Regions from separate parts of the Hordeum vulgare genome. Here region 1 is linked to region 2. A link is a contact called in public Hi-C data. All regions are on one chromosome and are shown on one strand. The core of a region is the stretch at or near the end of the contact, and the rest is flanking DNA. Distances in the headings are between cores, read along the strand shown. Region 1 has its middle 130 kb from the start of LOC123413411. Region 2 holds the start of LOC123443693 (ethylene-responsive transcription factor 8-like).

Region 1 (5,217 bases), core at 1,462-3,961, 250 kb before region 2:
TTTCCATTTTTCTGTTCTATTTTTTAGTTTAAATAATTTAGAACTTTGAAAAACTTTTGCAATTTATAAAACTGGGAATTTTGAAATAAAAGTTTGAAGAAAAAATAAAATGTTTGTGAACTCAAAAAATGCTCAGGATTTTTATGAAAATATTCGCATATTCAGAAAAATGTTCATAAATTTGAAACAATGTTGCTGAAAACAATAAAAGTCCATGACTTTTTTTAAAAGTTTGTGTGTTATTTTTTGAGTGCAATAAAAAAAATGTTGCGAATTCAAAAAATGTTCATGCATTTCAAGAAATGTCCTAAAAATTTAAAGACATAATATGATCAGCACCATTGAAGATTGTAATTGTTTTTTTCCCGTTGCAACGCACGGGTCCTTTTGCTAGTACATATCCAAAGTATTTAATCTGCACCATTACATTAGGTATGTTCGACTTTATTTATTTAGTACATACCCATGAGATTTTTGTGTAGGTATATACCCAGAATATATACGAATATGCGTAATTGCGAGTAGTCAATATATATTCAGTTTTACGCATACTCATGCTATTTCTTTGGAACTATATACGTTGGATAAAATTTATGATTATATATGCCAATAATACATAGGTATTATACCTATTTTTTTAAATTTGTATTCACAAATAGGTAGGCATGTTGACGTAAAAAGGTGGGTATAATACCCAATTGTTGTACGGGTATGTGTGCAAGCAGATATGTAGGGACAATATACAGAATTATCTGTGTGTAAAAATGTATGAGACAAGAAAACAAATAAAGAAATATACTAAATTATCCGATTGGAAACATTTGATGCCATCTCAAATATGGAAAACATGGCATGCAAATAAATTAGGAAACAAATCAGAATTGTTGTAGTCCATTTGCCTAAAATGTATTAACGGGTTGGACCCAATCAAGGTGTCGAGACATCTATATATATATATATAGGGTCGCGCTATTCGTCATCCTGGATGAGAAATAATTATTCTTCACCTCCTCTATTTTAACATCAATGCACTGTAATTTTATGTTTTGTAAATTTGGTCTTACTTTACACATAAAAAGAGACCGTAAAAGATATAATCAACCAAAAAATATTTCATGTGACGTAAAATTGCGAATATACGAAAATAGTGCAAAAAATAGAATAAATTTAATTTTTTCTATTCTTGTGATTTATATTTTTGTTTTTCTTTTGTCAAATTTTACATAGCAATTCAATATAAATGTAACTATTTGTATTTTGAATGTAAATTATTTGTCAATTGATCATAAGATTATCTCGGGTGAAGAATAAACTATTCTACACCCTGGATGATGAATAGTGTTTATATATATATATATATATATATATATATATATATATATATATATATATATATATATATATATATATATATAATTGCACCGTAATTTACATTTTGTAAATTTTGTCTTATTTTATACGTAAAAAGAGACCGTAAAAAATATAATGAACATAAAAATATTTTATGTCACATAAAATTACGAACATACGAAAATAGTGTAAAAAATACTATAAATTTAATTTTTTCTAGTCTTGTGACCTTTTTTTTTGTTTTTTTTGTCAAATTTTATGTACTGATTTAATATAAATGTAACTATTTGTATTTCAAATGTAATTTATTTGTTAATTGATCGTAAGATTATCTCTGGTGAAAAATAAACTATTCTGCACCCTAGGTAATGAATAGAGTCTCTCTCTCTATATACACACACACACACACACACACACAAATTTTATTTACCACCGGTGATAGGTATCATCACTCGTGTTTTATATGTTGTATGTAATATCTATTAAATTGAAGAGTATGTACGCGTAGTATGTAGCATATAATATTATTTAGGAAGTATATACTACTTTTTTGATAGTATGTCTCGAATTTTGTGTATACCTCCTTTTTACGTATAAATATATACATATTTCACAAATATAATAAAAATCATGGACCGACTTGAATGTTTTTCATGTAACTTATTTTAAAGTATCTTATATATATTATATCTACATACTTACAATGAAAAAGTAGTATATATACTACCACATGATAGTCTACTAGACATGTGGGGTAACTACCACTAGGTGGTAGGTTGTATTTTTCATATATATATATATATATATATATATATATATATATATATATATATATATATATATATATATATAGTTTCATTCGCTAGAATGATATGGAGGGAGTGATGAGGCTGGTCCGAAGAGACTAAAGTGTTTTTTTGTAAATGTTGAGTGGAATGACGGGGTACTATATAAAAATGACATACCTATATCACACACGTTAGATGTATATCGATTCGACATAAACCATAGACGACAAACAACACATCATCATCAAATAGGTCTTTTTATAGGAGTAGAGATAAAATAAATCGAGTGAAATTATTTTGGAAGTGACTCAAGAAGATTACGAAGAACATTAAAAGACTACATGAAACCTTGAACACAAGCAAGCCACACAAATACTCTAATGTCGTGTTTGGTAGACTCCATACCCTCTAGTAGGCTATGGGAATATAATTTTGGCCTATTGGGTTGCTTGTGGGCACCAAGCTTTCAAATTTAGTACGATGTGAAAGTTATATCGGTTGATATATTAGCATGTGGGCTGTACTGATATGAACATAACATATCATTTTCTAAATATTAATTTTTACACATATCATCCAATATGGACTGAATTGTCAACAATATGCTCCATAGCTAACACGATAGGTCCGCCCGATATTGACCGATAGATAGATGACGACAATTATTTACTAGAAAGCACTTAAAATAAGATTATGTGCTTACAACTAATTCATGTTATCAAAGGCATTCATAATGTTTTGTAGAAAGGCATATATAACATATTGTTTTAGTATCAAAGTAAGGATTTTTTGAATCATTCTTAAATACTGTATTATATAACAACTTAATTATTGAACTGGGAATCTAAATTTGTTGTGCTAAAGCATTGACATCAAACATTTTTTTACCAGCATGACATGTTTTGAACAAAAATAATGAAAAACATTTATTATTTTCTTCCATATATGTACATAACACGCGATATATCAACCGATGTCCAGCATCCAATAACATGTCCAAGGAAAACCAAAAGTGAAACTGATATCCGATATTTAAAACCATGGTGCGCACTATTATTCCTTCATAGCACAATACTCAAAGAACCTCTCAGCCTGCCCCACGAGAAATAGATGGGTCGCCCATTTCCACCCAGTTCGGCTATGAGTGTGTAGGGAGGGAGAAATTGGTGTTGAGGTTGTGTGAGTGACGAGATGGTACGAGCCTGCAAGCGTCCCAACAAAAAAACAACATGAAGAATTGGGTCACCTCCTAGCGATTCGTTTGCCCTATTTAACCATCTTTAACTCGTCGTGTGGCCGCCACCATTACTCTCCTTAATGATCTTCTTCTTGGGTCGCTCCTTCAGCGACGAGTACGTAAGCAGCGATAACATCTTCGCTCGGCGGTGCCAGCATTCTTTATCCTATTCTCCGAGTTCTTCCGTGTATCCTATTTGCTCCTTCTAAAATTGTTTTGAATATGTGTATTGGGCTACAATTAGACTTGGAGTACGCGGAGGGTTAGGTGTTTGAGTCAGACACGTGTAACCAGGGAGTACTGTATAAGGCCACCGCAGGTAGCCAAATTACACTAAATGAAGATCACAAGAGGGACGATCGAGGTGCCCATGTTAGGGGTGGCCGGACCAACCATAACACAGAGGTTGGAGCATTGTTTGGTGGCCTCTCACTCCTTATCGTCAATATGTATCTTGTGATTTGGTACATGAGTAGGTGCGCCCATAATCATGCCCAAGGTTAGCCACGATGGTGAACCTCGTTAACAAATTATCGCGTGCTCCGTCTACTTTGTTGCAATGATCTATTCACGTATTTCCTAACAAGTGGTATCACGAGGTATGGTTGAGAGCCATGTTCGAGCGTGCTCAGTGTGCCATTGGGAATAGTTGGAATTCATGTTGTTGAGAAGTTTTGTAACATCTCCAAGTGGTATCCCCATAGACGTACCACCTACGGCAGAATCTACAAGGTTTCCCAAGACAAAGTTTAGTAGAGCATAAAAAATGTACTATCATCCAAAGGCTCAATCCATGTGCAAGACAATTTTTAAGCATACTTTTCATTCTCTCTCATGCTTGTGCAACATGCTCTTTGCCAAGTTGCTTAATAATTAGGTTCTTTAGAAAAATAGTTTTCGCGGGAGGAAAATATATGCCAATGAAAGCATCTTTTCATTTAGACCTAGAATCAGTACTGTTTTTATGCCCAGAAGACAACCATGCCTTAGCTATATCTCTTAGAGAAAAAGGAAAAAATTTCAGTTTAGAAATATCATTATCCATAATTTTTTTTCATATCAAGTAACTCAACAAAGGTATTAATATGGGAAGCAACATCTTCACTATAGTTTCGAGAAAATTATTTCTCATGACAAGATTTAGCAAAGCACCTTTGATATCATAGGACTCCTCACAAGTGGTGAAAGGAGTAATAAAAATACTAATAATATAATTATAATTAGAACTCAAGAAATCACAAAGCCTAGTATTTGCGTGAGTAGACATAATGGCAACACAAGCTAAAATAGTAACACAAGATTATTATTTTGGTATTTTTGATTTTTTTTTTTGGAAAAAGAAGGAGGAAAATAAAAAGGCGAAAGACAACTAGACAAGAAAACAAAAACAAGTAAATAAGAAAGTTTTGGAGCGAAGGCGCCTGATTGGGTAGATGATATCTCCTCGGTAATGGCGCTGGAAGTGCTTCTACTACTCCCAAAGTAGTTGTTGGATTTCCTTGAAGAGGAATGGTGATGTAGCACGCTATCATAAATTATTTCCCTCACTTAAGAACCAAGGTTTATCGAACGAGTAGGGCCACCACACTAACAACTTTAACAACACTTGCATAGAAACAAAAAATTTGCTTGCACCTAACAAACTCAAGGCGGTCGTCACTCCCCTTGTTCTTGCCACTTACAAGATTAAAGGCAAATAGTGATAGCGATAGAAAAATAATTACAATTGTAGGAACAAGCTAATAATTGAGAATGGATCCCAGGACCACGGGTTCACTAGTGGCTTATCTCTCGAAAGCAGAATAGCGAAGGGTAAACAAATTACTATTGGGCAATTGACAC
Region 2 (5,098 bases), core at 581-3,080:
GCGCCTCCCCTACCTCGTTCGTTATCCACATGCCTCGCCTACGTCTCTCCGCAGGAAACAGCCTGGAGTGGACGCCACGTACGACGGCACAGGAGCGCTGATTATTTTTTTCCTGTTTACGATCTGACACCGGACACTTCGATCGTGCTGCTGCGAGAAGAAGACTTGGCCAAAGCAAAGCTCGACTAGAAATACATAAAATACAAAATCCTCCGTCGGCAGGGCGGCTCCGAGCGCACCGGCGGATTTACCTTACTCTATCTTGTTTTTTTTTACGCTTGTTGTACTGCCAGGTTAAATTAAAGCTCCAAAGGCCGGACGCAGACGGCGACATTTTTTCCAAGGGACCGTCCGCGCATATCCTTGTTTATTATTATTGCGATTCATCGTGAGCGCGATATGGAGTGGTAGGAGCAGCAGTAAATTGGACACGTAGTGGGGGCCGAGCATGGATCCATGCAGCGCACGCACGAGCTGACCCGACCCGACCCGACCTTTCTTCCACCGGCCAATAATGACGATGTGGCATGGGTCGCAAGCAAGCGGCCAGACGAGACGAGACGACGGGCGCAAACCCACCCAAACGCACTTACTCTGCTCCATCTACTACTCGGGGTATCTTCCGTTTCAGCAAAAGATCTGCTATAAAATGCTTCAATAACTGAGTACTAGTAGAGAGTAAATACGAGTGGTCGCTTGGGCTGTCAAAGTAGAAGTAACTCATTATAATTCGGTCCATAACAACGCCGGCAGGATCTGTCTTGGGCGACAATACATCCATCTCTCTGGCTCTCTTGCTCAAGCCAACTACTCTCCGGCGAAAAAAAGAAACCGTATTTACAGATCTGCCCCTGCCGTTGTTATGCAAGGGGGCCTCAACTAAGCATCATGGAGGTACATGGAGTTTTTTCTTCCTTCTAGGGAGAGAAAAAGAAAAAGGAGACGAAAGAAAACTAGCAGTCATATCATCTAAATAAACTCGGGCCACCGATCAGTGCTCGGCCGGCGGCGGGCAGTTCAGGTCAAGATCAAAAGGGACGGGCTTCCTTGCGGGCGGCGACGGCGCCAGATCCACGATCGACGAGGAGTCGGAGTCGCTCGGGGACACGGACGCCACGGTGACCTTCGGGGCCAGGTTGTACATGTGGCAGCCGGCGGCGGCGGCCGCCGCGGCCTGTCCGAAGAAGTAGTACGGGTGCGAAACGGGGTAGCCGCTGAAAGGGAACCGCATGCCGGCCCCGGCGGTGCTGGCCGCGCGGTGGAACAGGTCGAGCTCGACGGAGGGAGGGAGCGGCATGGCCTGCATGGGTGCCTGCACGTCGCCGCCGAAGGAGTCCACGGTGCTGCTGTTGCTGCTCCGGCTGCCGTCGCCGGTGAGGGCTGCGGCGGGCGGCGCGGAGGCGAAGGGGAAGTTGGTCTTGGCCTTGTTGCCGCGGTACTCGCGCGCGGCGGCGTCGTAGGCCCGCGCGGCCTCCTCGGCCGTGTCGTACGTGCCGAGCCACACCCGGCTCTTCTTGGCCGGGTCGCGGATCTCCGCCGCGTACCGGCCCCACGGGCGCTTCCTCACGCCCCTGTAGTGCGGGCCGACGCCTCCACCGTTGGCGCCGCCGCCGACGCCGAGCGCCAGGCCGGTCGCGGCGACCGCGGCAGCAGGCGGCGTCGCCGTCTTGTCGGACGTCCTGGGCGCCATGGCTTCCCTTTCTTTTTCTTGTTGCGGATGGGTGTGTGCGTATCAAGCTGATGGATGGCGTGCAGGATCTGGGAGGTGGGAGAGAGGGAGGAGGGACGCTCCTTATTATAGGGGGTGGGGGGGAGCAGCTGGTTAAAAAGGGAGGAAATGGGGAGCGAGTGGTGGAGCGGCAAGAGGAGGGAATAAAACTCGGCGCAGTCGGGAGCGGTTTGACTGTCCGCGCCGCCGCCCCTCGTCTTTTAGCGTGGCGGCATTACAATTGTAACGCCCGCTTTTTCATCCGGACCCTCTGGATCCGCGGAATTGCCCCAACCCTGGATCCGTTACAAATTTTGTGGTTCCGTCCCTTCTCGGTCACGCGTTGGGCATGAAGTTTGTGTGCACTAGAAAATGCATAAAAGCAACTAAATAAAATGAATAAAACACACAAAAGAAGCACACCAGCAATTGAATTATGGGATGTGTCTTCTTCGCGAACCTATACCAATGACACGTCCATTGTAGCAACAACTATAGTTTCGCGCCATTGTTGTAACAATAAAGTTTCATCCACACATGCAACTGAGAAATCATCGAACCCTGCCATGAAACGGAAGTGACGTCCATCCGGGACGAGCAAGGGCCTAGAGAAGAGGATGATGCTGGATTACATGACAAAGGTCACCACAAAAAAGGCATCAAGGCGCTGACACCTCCCAAATAAACACGGCTGATAATCAATTGTGAACCGCGTCGGTCGATAAGATCACGTGGTTGCCAACGCGTCAACGTCGTTCAAATCAACACTACCATGGTAGGGACAAAGCTGCAATAGAACTATCCTCCATGGCTTCATCTTCAGCACCAAAGTGCCGCCAAAAGAGACTAACACCAACGGACTACAAGTCATAATCGCTTATTTGGGGTTTGCTCACCCTAACACAACCTACGATCCGGCAAAAGGAAGGGGAACTAACTGCCTCACTTGTAGTGAGTCGAGGAAGATGGTAGTGGTTTAGGTTAGCTCCAGCAAACTCTTCCTTGGAGAAAGATGCTATCCAATCTATAGTATTACTTTATTTGTTCTATTTATCTTTTTGTTATCCATGACTTCTCATTGTGGTCGTTCAATTGTGATAAATGAAGTGTGAATAGTAACATGTCTAAGCCAATGGTATCAACATAGGAGTATCTAAAAAACGTTTACAAACTTATGGTAGCATATAAGTTATAACAAAATGTATTCATTTGTTTTGTAACTGTGATGGTAGTAGCTCGCTCTGAGTGTGCGTGATGAGATATGATTGTGTACGACAATGATAGCGTTACAATTCACTACAATCTAAACAAAATTGGGTATCATGTGGTAATTGAAGCAACATTTTTAAGTGCAATGAAATACTTATCGTTATTTTTTATATGTCGTATGCATATTTAATAATATCGCGTAGATTTGAGTGTGTGACTGGACGATAGCTCTACATTTTTCTGTAACCATAAACAAAGCAAATGTCGTCGGTTGTGTCATAAGTGATTTGGACATGACCCTATAGATATAACCATAATTATTACGTGCAAAGACAATTATCACGTGAATTCTAGTATATATAATTTATATTAGAATTCACCTGATAATTCTCTTTGTCCATAATAAGTATGGTCATCTCTATAGGGGTCATGTCCATATCAATAAGGGTATGCTCACTCGGTTCTAGCTAATGTTTTGTCGTAAATGTTTGTGAAAGTAATAGCTAGCCATGATTGTGTAGGATGATGACTAAGCTACACTTCATTCTAAAATGGAAATATTTTTTTGCGACATAAAATGCTCTCAAATTTTAATTAATGTTGGACGATACATTTATATCAAGATAGTAATTTGTAGCGACATATTAAGTGCAATGAAGATGCTTCCTGTTATCTCTTTTTACATATGCGGATTTTACTATACTAGGCATATATGAATGTTGGTTATGCCATATGTGTTTGCTCACTCAATTTTAGCTATTGTTCTAATAGTAACAACATGTGTATGCATTAAACATATCTGAAAACAACCAATACTTTGTAGCAATGTACTAACTACAACATGAATGGTAACAGACCAATTGTCACTATCATTCTAGCCATCGTGACAATTAGTGTACGAGACGACGATAACTCTACATTTTTCTGTCATATGCGGATTGTATTATAGCATGCAGATATGAATGTCATCGATTATGCCATATGTGCATGCTCACTCTTTCTTAGTTGTTATTTTTATAGTAATAACATGTGTATGCATTCAACGTATCTGAAAGCACCTAATACTTTGTGAAAATGTATTAACTACAACAGTAATGATAACAACCCAATTGTCACTATCTATTCTAGCCACCTTGCATGTGCGGCATGATGATAACTCTACATTTCATTTTGCCCTTTGCGGATTTTATTATAGCTTGCATATATGAATCTCATCAGTTATGCCATATGTGCCTACTCACTCAGTTTTAGCTACTCTTAGTAACAATATGTGTATGCATTCAACATATCTGAAGGCTCCTAATAGTTTGTAGCAATGTATTAACCACAACAAGAATGATAACACTCCAATTGTCACTATCTATCCTAGCCACCGTGAGTGCGGGTGATGACGAGAATTCTATTTTTTTTGTTTGCGAATTTTATTATACCATGCAGACATGAATGTCATCGGTTATACCGGATGTGCCTGCTCACTTAGTTTTAGATATTGTTTTAATAGTAACAACATGTATATGCATTCAACATATCTCAAAGCTCCTAATACTTTGTAGCAATGTATTAACTACGAAAAAAACGACAACACTCCAATTGTTACTGTCTATTCTAGCCATAGTAAGTGTGCGAGATGATGAGAATTCTATATCTTTCTCATATGTAGATTTTATTAAACATGCAGATATGAATGACATCGTTTATGCCATATGAGTGTGTTCACTCAGCTTTAGCTATTGTTTTCATAGTAACAAGATGTGTATGCATTCAACATATCTAGAAGCATGTAATACTTTGTAGCAATGAATTAAGTACAACAAGAATGATAACACTCCAATCTATTCTAGCCACCATGAGTGTGCGAGATGACGATAACTCTACATTTTTTTGTCGTATGCGGATTTAATTACAGCATGCACATGTGAATGTCATTGTTTATGCCTTATGTGCATGCTCACTAAGTTTTAGCTACTGTTTTAATAGTAACAACATGTGTATGCATTCAACATATCTGAAAGCACCCAATACTTTGTAGCAATGTATTAACTACAACAAGAATGAAAACATTCTAAATGTCACTATCTTTTTTAGCCACCGGGAGTATGCGAGATGATGGCAACTGTACATTTTAGTGCATCCCCGAACAAAAACAGATGTCATTACTCCTTCCATATAACATGCTCATTT

The links. Hi-C and Micro-C count contacts between places; a contact is called where the count stands out from the background.
Region 1: a Hi-C map of leaf shows a contact between it and region 2, with 4 times the contacts expected there. The contact joins the enhancer-like site here to the promoter of LOC123443693 in region 2. A contact is called at or near these places in 2 of 6 Hi-C or Micro-C datasets (leaf and seedling) and 1 of 1 datasets of contacts at active chromatin or transcription factors (embryo).

Annotation. Positions count from the first base shown.
Region 1 is chr1H:444,441,840-444,447,056 of MorexV3_pseudomolecules_assembly, reverse strand. No RefSeq gene overlaps it. Among protein-coding and RNA genes, the nearest start is that of LOC123413411, 130 kb to the right of the region's middle. Within about 2 kb of position 2,711, at least 1 of the 3 cell types and tissues checked has open chromatin away from gene starts, as enhancers often do. A contact at or near this core is called in leaf, where this site is marked.
Region 2 is chr1H:444,187,226-444,192,323 of MorexV3_pseudomolecules_assembly, reverse strand. It overlaps LOC123443693 (ethylene-responsive transcription factor 8-like), which reads right to left and starts at 1,830. Exons shown (of 1, transcript XM_045120195.1): 1 at 697-1,830. The coding sequence starts at 1,690. The coding sequence ends at 992.